Regions from separate parts of the Zea mays genome. Here region 2 is linked to region 1. A link is a contact called in public Hi-C data. All regions are on one chromosome and are shown on one strand. The core of a region is the stretch at or near the end of the contact, and the rest is flanking DNA. Distances in the headings are between cores, read along the strand shown.

Region 1 (5,727 bases), core at 1,085-3,584:
ACATAGATCTCAGTCCAACGGTGTTCATGTGGATTTTTTGTGGGGTATCCATGTGGAAAATTGATGTGGTGTTAACGTACTTAGGTTTCTCGGTTCTTTTTAATTTTTAAACATAACTTATACATTTAGAAAAGCCAGAACATCATATTATAATTTAAAGTGGAGGGGCGGGGCACTCGAGAAAAACAACACTAGCTTATTTAAGCATAAATGGATACGTCAAAAAAAATCCAATATATCAAAGATGTTTGGTTTCTAAGGACTATTTTTAGTCCCTCTATTTTCTTCTATTTTAGGTCCTAAATTGTCAAATACGGAAATTAAAACTTTATTTTAGTTTCTATATTTGATAATTTAGAAACTAAAATAGAATAAAATGGTGTAACTAAAAATTAGCCCCTAAAATCAAACATTCCCTTAGGCCTTAGTACAACTCCCCGAAATATAATATATTGACCATTTGCTTGTGCCCTTGTAGAAATGGATGCAAAACAATTTACCTGCTTTCTTTTTATATGTAAAATACAGAAATTTCAAAGCTAAGAACATTATTTTTTATCTCTCTAAGAAAATAAAATAAGACCAAATTACCCTACTGTATACTACCTACGTTTTCAAATATTTGTCGTTCGCTAGTTAATTTTTGAACTAAAACACGACAAATAAAAAGAGCGTATGGAGTAGTATACGTTTCCAATAGTGCATACATATAAGAGGTCGGATAGGCAACGAACTTGAGCGCCGCAACGAAGGACTGTATATTTGACATGGCCAGGTATGGAACAACATGCATCATGTATATCGCTGCACCATTTCGTCATTGTTTAAATCGATTGCCTCCATGCATATGCTCTCTATACAAAACACTTCATCTGTTCTAAAATATAATATGTTTTATTTTTTAGGTATATTGTATTTATTATATATCTAGATACATAGTGTATATCTAAGTGTATTGTAAAAGCTACTCCCTCGATTCTAAATTATTACGAGACGTTGGCGTTTACGAATCTATTTACTTTATTATACAGTTAGATATACCATATGTCTAGACACATAGTAAAAAAAAATATCTAAAAAGTTAAAATATCTTATAATTTAAAATTGAGAAATATGTATCTTGAAAATCCAAAACATATATAGAATGAAGGGAGTATTTTTTTTATAATGTACACAACTTGAAAAACAGGCTAAGCTTACTTGTTTGCATTGTACGGTCAAATGTTTTCCTTGCTTTGGTTACTTAGATATATAGATAGGTAGTCTCATTACAGACGGTTTGGAAGTGTCATTGCATGCAGTTTGAGTTTCCCCGTCGGTCTGGGCATGCAGTTGTCGTCCGAGCTAAAGGAGTGAGGGCGAAGGTACATACGTGAGCGAGATAGATGAGAAAGACGATGTGCGTGTGCCTGTTATCTCTCTCTACATACTGGCGTTTATTAAAGGATCAGTTTAAAAACTTAAATCTTTTTGGACCCCTCTACTTTTTTTAAAAGTAAGAAATTCATGAGGATCTGATTTAATAAGATATTTATTTATTACGGGAGTCTTTTTTTTTCTTTTAGGTTTGGTTTTCTTTGCTTTCAGATTAGTCCTAAGGGGTCAGTGTCTGCCTTTCTAGGCACACGTACGGAGGTGAAGCTAGGACTGAGGCTCCAATGCTTGAGTGGTACCGAATAGTACGGAGTATGTCCTAGATTTTAATGTCTTGTTTTTGTTAAGTTGTATTTCAGAAGATACTAGCAAAAAAAGGTTTATTTTAAAATTACTCTAGTTGTTCGGAGAGTACCAAGCCACTAGACTGTTCGTTTCGGATTAAATCAAACAGTTAGAATTGCTGCAGCTATAATTTATAGAGATAAAACATTGTGTAAGAGCAGTAGAAGTCGGGCGAATAGCCGACACGTTTCAAACGGAACCTCGTCGTGGCAGAACGGACACAAAATCCATCCATACTTCAGTTTTTATCTGACAAAAAGAAATCATCGCTTCAGTGGCGGTTTGGTTAGATGTTTCTGTCAGGGATCAGTTTAGAGTGGTATATATTCCCTTTGTTTTTTTGTTTGGTTAGGCTAGTTCATAACGGTTAACACATACTCATCTCTTTTCGTTACGACTTTCCAGCTAGTGGTAATACATAACATTAACTAACCAGATATATCTCGCTTTCTATTGCACCGTAACTAATAGCAATGGGATGCCCCTGGTGGCTGCGCAGTGGGTCCGTGGGGCGAAGGCGAAGCTGACCACGCCTAGACCGTAGCTGCGTGGCTGTGGACCGGTGCGGCAACGGAGGGAGAGGCGGGGTCCGGCCAAAGGCCAACACCTGCGGCCCAGCCCCGTACCGTACCGTACCTCCCCAACAGGCCGGGCCAGGGGGCAGGGCCGCAGGGGCCCTGGTGCTGTACTGCTGTCCGAACTCCGAAGTGATGAAGCGCGCAGCCGCACGCCGGCCGCATGGAGTACGTTCGATCCGACGTGAGGCACCTGCTTCGCGTACACAGAGTCCGAGTCCACTGCATCGATGTTTGCTTGCTGACAAGTGGACTCAACGTGAGGTCCGTGAGTTCCCTCTACACTGCTCTCTGCTCTGCTGCGGCTGCGGGTGGTTGGTCGGTGAGCGGGGTGGACGGAGCGCGCCGTCGTAGCATCGCGGTGAGCTGGCCAGCTGGGGTGTGGGGTGGGGATAGGGGGGGAACCGAACAGGTGGCATTTGGCGGCATGCGGCAGCAAATGCGTCCAGCGTACTCCAGTTTGTGCCGGCCTGGCGAAACTCTGACGGGCCCCACTTTCTGCCTCGTCCTTAGACGAGTTATTTGCCCATTCGCCATTATCAAATACGGGTTTCGTCCAAATGCCATCATAAAAATGGGTTTCGCCGCTACGCTATTTTCAATCATTGTTCAACAGACAAAATGCCATTTTATCCCTTCAGCACATTATAACCTTCGGCCATTTAACGCCGTTAACTGTACAAATAAGAGGAGCGTTCGAAAACTGGCACATAGGCTGTTCCAACCCAGGTTCAAAAAAAAACGTCCAGACCAGGTTCAAAAACTACTCCACCCTTGGTTCAAATAAGAGTAGCGTTCAGACCAATAAATTGCTCCAACCCAGGTTCAGATAAAGCGTCCAGACCAAGCTGACTAGTGCTGTTCTGATGGAAGTTGGCGCAAAAAAAATTCTGTGCTTTCTAGCGCACAGTACAGAGAAGCACACCAATCTGCAACAAAATCCAATACAGTACAGTTTTCAGCACGGTGCAATTTTCAGCACAGAAATTTCAGCACACCAATCGATAAAGTTCAAATAAAATTTCAGAGATGTTCACAATTCAAATGACCACATAGGTGTTCATAGTTTAGACTCACTGGTTTCATAGATGTTCAGACAGAAAGATATTAAAATTTACACACATTGGACTCATAAAAAGAGTCACACAATTCATATACATTGATTTCAAACAAGTCCAAACAGACTTTGCTTGGTGGCATACACTTGCTGTCAGGTTCATTCACTTGCTGTCAGGTTCTTCTTCTTCTTCCTTGGTGTCATTTTTTTGCAGGCTTTGCATTCTTTGTTGTTGTAAGCTTTGTTGGCGACACATCCAAATCTTTGTTGCTGCCAAGGTTGAAGTCAGCCTGCTCACTTGTGCTCTCCCCAAGCAACATAGCAAGCCCCCTGCAAAAATGATTGAATTAGAATGCAGTTACCATTAGCTGCAACACTAGAATGCAGTTCACAAATAGTGCAGACCTTCTAGTCAATCTAATAGGCTATCTTGTAATATTGTTTCTCTATTTGGTCTGATAGGACTTGATATGATAGCATTTGCCTCTTGCACATTTTGGTCTGCATTAGCTGTCTCTACTAGGTGAACGCTTCATTACCTCTGCTCTCCAATTGAACAACAATTGAAAACTCTGTTCCCAGCTGCCATGCAGTTCTCGTAATGCCTTCTGTCTTCCTTTCCATACAGTGTCATAGTGAATCTCACAACAAAAGTCCTCCTGTAACTTGTCCCTCAGCTCAACAGTCTTCATGGCTGGTTTCTTTTGTAGGATATGAACAGCTTTAGAAGCTACCCGAGCACTAGTGGGTGTAGTGGTTTTCCTTCTTGCACTTGATGTACAGGTGTGACCACCAATCAGCACAGTCACCTGAATAGATAAAAAATTCATAAATCACTAATAGCTTTAGTGAAACGATAAAATACATGCTATGTAAAATGACTACTAGCTGCACCAAAAAATACCATAACCGTTTTTCCATCTGGTTGTCTCCGTCCAACAATATGCCAAGGACATCCATCTCCTTTGCAATACCCAATGTACCTAGTTCGGTCAGTTTTTGCGATGTGCAGCTCAAATTCCTCATTTATAGCAAATTGGCGCATAGCCAATCTAAACTCTTTCATGTCAGGATACACTGTGCCAATACTCATGCTAGGCTTACCTGGGTCGTGCACAAACACCCTCTCCTCAGGCACATCTTCATCAACTAGAATCGCTGCGCCAAAACTATCATCGAAAACATTAGGAGCCTCACCATCAACCCTCCCTGCCTCACCATCAACCCTCCCAGCATCACCATCATTGCCCATAGCATCTGCAGGAGGATTCTCTTCATCAACCGTCAAGCCCAAGAGGTTATACAGCTGATCCTCATCTATTACTTCCAGCCTTCCCTCTTCATCCTGTCTTTCTACTATTTGCAGTGTGTTCCAATCAATATATTGTGCTTGTGGCACATTGTCAATAGCAACAATTGGGTCAACAACAGCTAAAGTAAGCTCAGGCTCTCCATCGAGCCTATAACAAATTTTAATGCAACGAAGTTAGTAGTTAGAAGTTAGCTAGAACTGATCTAATACATCTTAGCTGCAAACTATAGTGCAAATAGAAGGTACAGAGAACTTACATTGCAACAATATCACTAAGATTGGAATCCATGTTTACAAAAAGAGGACAGTTTGATCCTACGCACTGCATCTCAGAGTAAAACATCAATTAGAGTGGAATCCAGTGTTGCATCTATGTCATGGTAGCCAATCCACCAAAATGAACTAACCTGGATGGCCTTGGGCGACGGCGCGGCCTCGATGGGCTTGGGCGGCGGTGCAGACTGGAGGCCTTGGGCGGCGTCGCGGACTTGAAACCCTAGGCAGTGCTGGTGGCGAGGCCTGGGCGGTGGTGGTGACGAGGCCTGGGCTCCGGCGACGGCAAGGCCTGGATGGCCTAGGCGGCGGCGGGGGCGAGGCCTGGATGGCCTAGCCGGCGGCGGCGGCAGGACCTGGGCAGGGGCGGGGGCAGGGACTGGGCGGCGGCGGGGCAAGGACTGGACGGCGCTGGTGGCTGGTCGAAATGGGAAGACTCACGGTGAGAAGATAACGTCGTGATTTTACCCAGGATAAAAGTCTCTCGTAATGTGCTGAAGGGATAAAATGGCATTTTGTCTGTTGAACAATGATTGAAAATGGCGTAGCGGCGAAACCCATTTTTATGATGGCATTTGGGCGAAACCCGTATTTGATAATGGCAAATGGGCAAATAACTCTCCTTAGACCGCAGCTCAGCATATAAAATTCGAGGACGACATATGATGGCCATTTCCGGTCCCTGTATTTGAAAATTCGAGGACGAGGCTGTACTCGATGCGAAAATTATTTTTTACTACCGTTAAGAGTGGCGATGACATATAAAATATCGTATCAGCGATAGTTTTACG
Region 2 (6,319 bases), core at 75-2,574, 160 kb before region 1:
ACATGAACTTTGTAGCAAACTAAACCAAAACTAGTGCACCTAAAGCAGGCTAAATACTTGACACGATTATGGGAGGTTCATGAACAATAATTAATCATCAAAAGTTATTTTAAAAATCATTTTTCCCTTCTTACGTGAATACAGGCGTGGTGGGTGGGCTGCTAGCTGCTCGCGCGCCGTCGGAGCGAGGACACGCGATGACAGGCATATGGAAGTGGAAGCTAACCTAGCAAGAAAGGACAAAGTGACAGAACTGAGCAGCAGATCAACCGTGAGATCATTGGATCAATCCGGGATTAACTATGCTTACCAATCACGGTGGAGGCTTAACATTCTTCCGGACCCCCCTGGCCTCGAGTACGTAGGGCGACGGCCGACAGATGGAACCAACCAGGCGGCTCGGTGTTGCGTCTCCGACATGAACGTGAAGGCTATGCAGGCACATGCATGCAACCTACCGTCGACGCCATTCGTCGGCGTGCACACGGGCCTCTCTTCTTTGGCTCCGCATAACCTCGAGCAGGCACCAGGCGGCTCTCTGGACGGACGCGCGTGTGCACCAGCACCGGAAACATGAACTATTCACAAATGTTCTTAATTAATTCACAAATCCTGTACTCCCCTGAAAACTGAAGCAACTTGGGAGTAGTGATTGAAGCTGACACTTCCATTTGAGCCTTGGAGAGGCACAACAGTAAATTATAAAATTTCAGACTGTTTAAACCGTCAGACATAAATGGTACACCGTCGGATATAAATTATTTCTGGCAGTCTAAGAACCTGTTTGTTTAGCTTTTTTCATATTCTGCCCACTAAAAGCTGTTAAAGACTGTCAAACGTCTTACTTTTCAGCCTGCTTTTATGTCGCTTTAGTTAAAATCGTTCAAAATAAATATGAACACAGAATCAGTCGAGTCATTGTGACAGTAGGAAACCGTCAGTTTTCTACATCCTAAACCCTATAATTTCTTTTACCTTTCACGCACGTAATCTCCACGATACTTAGATTTTCTCCACAGCCAGATTCTTCCCGCTGCAGATCCTTAGAAAAGCTTCTCAGAAAGAGCACAGCAAGAAGGTGCCGCACTGTCTCTATTGTTTTTTTAAAAATTTTGGACCCTATATATTTTTCTAGTAGCTGCATAATCTATATCAAAAGCTGCAGCTCTCCTGAACCCACGTACAGGCCTAAACCATAGAACAAACCGATGGCAGCTTCAAAGCCCATCCGTGATCCCGTCCGAAAACCACACGGCCCGCACAGTGCTTTCGGCAAAGCGTAGACGTGGGCTGGGCTGTTTGCTGCGTGTGCGTGTGCCCAAGCTTCTGGTCTCGGGCACGTACGTGGCTCCTAGATCGCCAGCTCAACCGCACACCGCGCAGGTGCACTGGATCCAGCCGGCCACTGTACCCGCCACCGCCAGAATTCTCTATATCTACTTTTAAAGCACGAATTTTATTCATCATACGTTGTTCATCACAGTCGAAACGCGTAGTTCGGCTTCTCGTGTAACAATAGACCCAAAAAATTATACACAGATAGGCCATAAGATAGCACCCGAGCCTAACACGATAGGAAACCACACACAGCTCACAGCTCAGTACATCGTTCTCACATATTACCACCTCACTAGCTAAGACGATTGACCAAGCGAGCTATAAAAAAGGGGTCGAGTTTCTTCTCAACTCATATTTTTCTTGGCCTTAGACTAAGATAAATTATAATATTTAAGCTTATCAGTTTAATATCTGATATGCAGATCATATATTCACTTTGATAATTGATATTAAATTTATTTTTTATGAATACCAAATACGATTGTGTCGCCCACAAATATGTTCATCTCTTACTTCAAATACTAGTTCTTCAGAAGGAGAGAAAGGAAGAGTAATTGTAAGATAACACCTAGAATAGTTACGAAACCATGTGTCGGATATTGATATTAGGGGTACGTGGGTTATACCCTTGAATACTGTCGGGGACCATAATTAGGGGTACCGTCAAGGCTCCTAAATCTCAGCTGCTAACCCCCATCAGCACAAAGCTGCAAAGGCCTGATGGGTGCGACTAAGTCAAGGATCGGTCCATTCGAAGGACGCGATCACGCCTCGCCCGAGCCCAGCCTCGGGCAAGGTCAGCCGACCCCGGAGGATCTACGTCTCGCCCGAGGCCCCCCTCCAGCAACGAACACACCTTCGGCTCGCCCAAGGCCCAGTCTTCACCAAGAAGCAACCTTGGCCAAATCGCCACGCCAACCGACCAAATCGCAGGGGCATTTAATGCAAAGGTGGCCTGACACCTTTATCCTGACGCACACCCTCCAGTCGACAGAGCCGAAGTGACCGCAGTCACTTCGCCGCTCCACTGACCGGTTTGACAAGAGGACAGCGCCGCCTGCGCCGCCCCGACTGCTGAGCCACTCGACAGAGTGAGGCTGACAGCAGCCAAGTCCGGCCCTAGGCGCCATGGGAAACCCCGCTTCGCCCCGACCCCAGGGCTCGGACTCGGGCTCAGCCCCGGAAGACGACGAACTCCGCTTCGCCCGACCCCAGGGCTCGGACTCGGGCTCAGCCCCGGAAGACGACGAACTCCGCTCTGCCCGACCCCAGGGCTCGGACTCGGGCTCAGCCCCGGAAGACGACGAACTCCGCTTCGCCCGACCCCAGGGCTCGGACTCGGGCTCAGCCCCGGAAGACGACGAACTCCGCTTCGCCTGACCCCAGGGCTCGGACTCAGCCCTGGCCTCAGCCGACGGTCTCCGCCTCGCCCGACCCGGGGGCTCGAACTCGACCTCGACCTCGGAAGACAAACTCGACCTCGACCTCGGAGGAGCCTCCACATCGCCCAACCCAGGGCACGGACCGACCACGTCAACAGGAGGTGCCATCATTACCCTACCCCAAGCTGACTCAGGCTACGGGGAACAAGACCGGCGTCCCATCTGGCTTGCTCCGCCAGACAAGTAATGATGGCGCCCCGCACGCTCTATGACGACGGTGGCTCTCAGCCCCCTTACGGAAGCAAGAGGACGTCAGCAAGGACTCAACAGCCTCGACAGCTGTCCTTCCGCCAGGCTCCAGTGCTCATCCGACGGCCACGACACCACATGAACCGGGTGCCAAAACCTCTCCGGCTGCCACGATGGCATGTACTTAGGGCGCTAGCTCTCCTCCGCTAGACACGTTAGCACACTGCTACACCCCCCATTGTACACCTGGATCCTCTCCTTGCGCCTATAAAAGGAAGGACCAGGGCCCTCTTACAGAGGGTTGGCCGCGCGGGGAAGGACGGGACGGCGCTCGCGTGAGGCCGCTCGCTCCCTCCCGCGTGGACACTTGTAACCCCCTACTGCAAGCGCACCCGACCTGGGCGCGGGACAAACACGAAGGCCGCGGGATTCCACCTCTCACGCCCGTCTCCCTCCGGCTGCCTCCCCCCTTCGCGCTCCGTCTCGCGCTGACCCATCTGGGCTGGGGCACGCGGCGACAATTTACTCGTCGGTCCAGGGACCCCCGGGTTTCGAAACACCGACAGTTGGCGCGCCAGGTAGGGGCCTGTTGTGTGTTGACGAACAGCTTCCGGTCAAGCTCCAGATGGGCAGTCTCCAGCAACCTTTCCAGCCCGGGACGGTGCTCTGTTTCGGGAGTCTTGAGTTCATGTCCCTCGACGGCAGCTACGACATGATACTCCTTCCCCCGCCGTGCGACAGCGACAATGGCGGCCGACAGCCCGCCCGCCGGCGGCGGAATCGACGACGTCTTCCCCGCGTGGTGGAAGAACAACATTCGAGCTCACCCCGTCCCCTCCCCTGCCGATGGAGGAGGAGGCGGGGCAACCAAGGCCAAGCAGGAGGCGGCACCTCGTCGGCTGTCGAGCGAGTCGACGGCGCCGGCGCCCCAACGGGGGGCACGTCGGGCATCGACCTCGCGTCTGAGACGAAGACGAGCGCCGTCTCCCCGCAACACGCCAATCCCAAGCAAACGGACGATGCCAGCACGCTCGCGAAGGACTTGCTGGGCGTCACCCTCGTACCTGAGACGATGGTGCAGTCAGTCCCTGACGTGACTTCGTCACCACCCGTCAACCAAGAGGTACCAACCGATTCCCATCTCACGCCTTTTGGATTCAGCCTCGACCCGCCAAGCGACTTCGCTTTGGTGGGCGCTCTCGTAGAGGCGAGTCCAAACCCTCTGGGGTATCGTATGCGGTCACCCTGGGACCGGCTGACGGATGTCTCGACCTACGGGTCCTCGGGGTCCGAGGAAGATGACGAGCCCGACTTCTGTTGGGATTTCTCCAGACTTGGTAACCCCAGTGCCATGCGGGACTTTATGACCGCCTGTGACTACTGCCTTTCCGACTGTTCCGACGGTAGCCGCAGCCTCGGCGACGAGGACTGCGGCCCAAGTCGTGAATGTTTCCACGTCGATCTAGGGGGTCCCTCCGAAGGCAACCATCTTGGTATGCCGGAGAACGGTGATCTCCCTAGGCCTGTGCCTCGCGTTGACATCCTACGGGAGCTAGCTGTGGTCCCCGTTCCGGCGGGGGGGGGGGGGGGGGTCATGACCCACAGCTCGAGCAAATCCGCGGGGTGCAGGCCAGGCTCGACGAGGCAGCAGGAACACTTGAGCCGATCCGCCGGGACGTCGGGCAGGAATGGGCGGGCCAACCTCCGGCCGGAGAAGTGCGTCATCTACCCCAGGGTATCCAGCACCGCATCGTCGACAATGTCAGGGTAAGGCCGCCACCTACTTCCAGTGGAGTCGGCCAGAACCTGGCTACAGCGGCAATGCTTCTCCACGCGATGCCGGAGCCATCAACCACCGAGGGGCGGCGAATTCAGGGAGAGCTCAAGAATCTCCTGGAGGACGCCGCGGTCCGACGGGCCGAAAGCTCCGCCTCCCGAAGGCAGGGGTACCCCTCGGAACATCGCGCCGCGACTTCCCGATTCATGCGGGAAGCCTCGGTCCACACTGGGCGCACGCGCAACATGGCACCTGCGGCCCCGGGTCGCCTCGGCAATGAGCACCATCACCGCAACCGTCGGGCCCACCTCGACGAGAGGGTGCGCCGAGGCTACCACCCCAGGCGTGGGGGACGCTACGACAGCGGGGAGGATCGGAGTCCCTCGCCCGAACCACCCGGTCCGCAGGCTTTCAGCCGCGCCATACGACGGGCGCCGTTCCCGACCCGGTTCTGAACCCCGACTACTATCACAAAGTACTCGGGGGAGATGAGACCGGAACTGTGGCTCGCAGACTACTGGCTGGCTTGCCAGCTGGGTGGAACGTACGATGACAACCTCATCATCCGCAACCTCCCCCTGTTCCTCTCCGACACCGCTCACGCCTGGTTGGAGCACCTGCCTCCGGGGCAGATCTCCAACTGGGACGACCTGGTCCAAGCCTTCGCCGGCAATTTCTAGGGCACGTACGTGCGCCCTGGAAACTCCTGGGACCACCGAAGCTGCCGACAGTAGCCGGGAGAGTCTCTCCGGGACTACATCCAGCGATTCTCGAAGCAGCGCACCGAGCTGCCCAACGTCACCGATTCAGATGTCATCGACACGTTCCTCGCCGGCACCACCTGCCGCGACCTGGTGAGCAAGCTGGGTCGCAAGACCCCCACCAGGGTGAGCGAGCTGATGGACATCGCCACCAAGTTCGCCTCTGGCCAGGAGGCGGTTGAGGCTATCTTCCGGAAGGACAAGCAGCCCCAGGGCCGCCCGCCGGAAGATGCCCCCGAGGCGTCAACTCAGCGCAACACCAAGAAGAAAGGCAAGAAGAAGTCGCAAGCGAAACGCGACGCCGCCGATGCGGACCTTATCGCCGCCGCCGAGTACAAGAACCCTCCAAAACCCCCCGGAGGTGCCAACCTCTTCGACAAGATGCTCAAGGAGTCGTGCCCCTATCATCAGGGGCCCGTCAAGCACACCCTTGAGGAGTGCGCCATGCTTCAGCGCCACTTTCACAAGGCCGGGCCACCCGCGGAGGGTGGTAGGGCTCGCGACGACGATAAGAAGGAAGATCACCAGGCAGGAGAGTTCCCCGAGGTCCACGACTGCTTCATGATCTACGGTGAGCAAGCGGCGAACGCCTCGGCTCGGCACCGCAAGCAAGAGCGTCGGGAGGTCTGTTCGGTAAAGGTGGCGGCGCCAGTCTACCTAGACTGGTCCGACAAGCCCATCACCTTCGACCAAGCCGACCACCCCGACCGCATGCCGAGCCCGGGGAAATACCCGCTCGTTGTCGACCCTGTCATCGGCGACGTTAGGCTCACCAAGGTCCTCATGGACGGAGGCAGCAACCTCAACATCAT

The links. A called contact is a pair of places that touch in the nucleus more often than the background predicts.
Region 2: a Hi-C map of tassel shows a contact between it and region 1, with 3 times the contacts expected there. The contact joins two enhancer-like sites. A contact is called at or near these places in 3 of 25 Hi-C or Micro-C datasets (ear, leaf and tassel).

What each region holds. Positions count from the first base shown.
Region 1 is chr4:84,515,143-84,520,869 of Zm-B73-REFERENCE-NAM-5.0, reverse strand. No RefSeq gene overlaps it. Among protein-coding and RNA genes, the nearest start is that of LOC111591383, 110 kb to the left of the region's middle. Within about 2 kb of position 2,334, at least 17 of the 20 cell types and tissues checked have an H3K27ac peak or open chromatin away from gene starts, as enhancers often do. A contact at or near this core is called in ear, leaf and tassel, where this site is marked.
Region 2 is chr4:84,675,511-84,681,829 of Zm-B73-REFERENCE-NAM-5.0, reverse strand. No RefSeq gene overlaps it. Among protein-coding and RNA genes, the nearest start is that of LOC103653459, 51 kb to the right of the region's middle. Within about 2 kb of position 1,324, at least 16 of the 20 cell types and tissues checked have an H3K27ac peak or open chromatin away from gene starts, as enhancers often do. A contact at or near this core is called in ear, leaf and tassel, where this site is marked.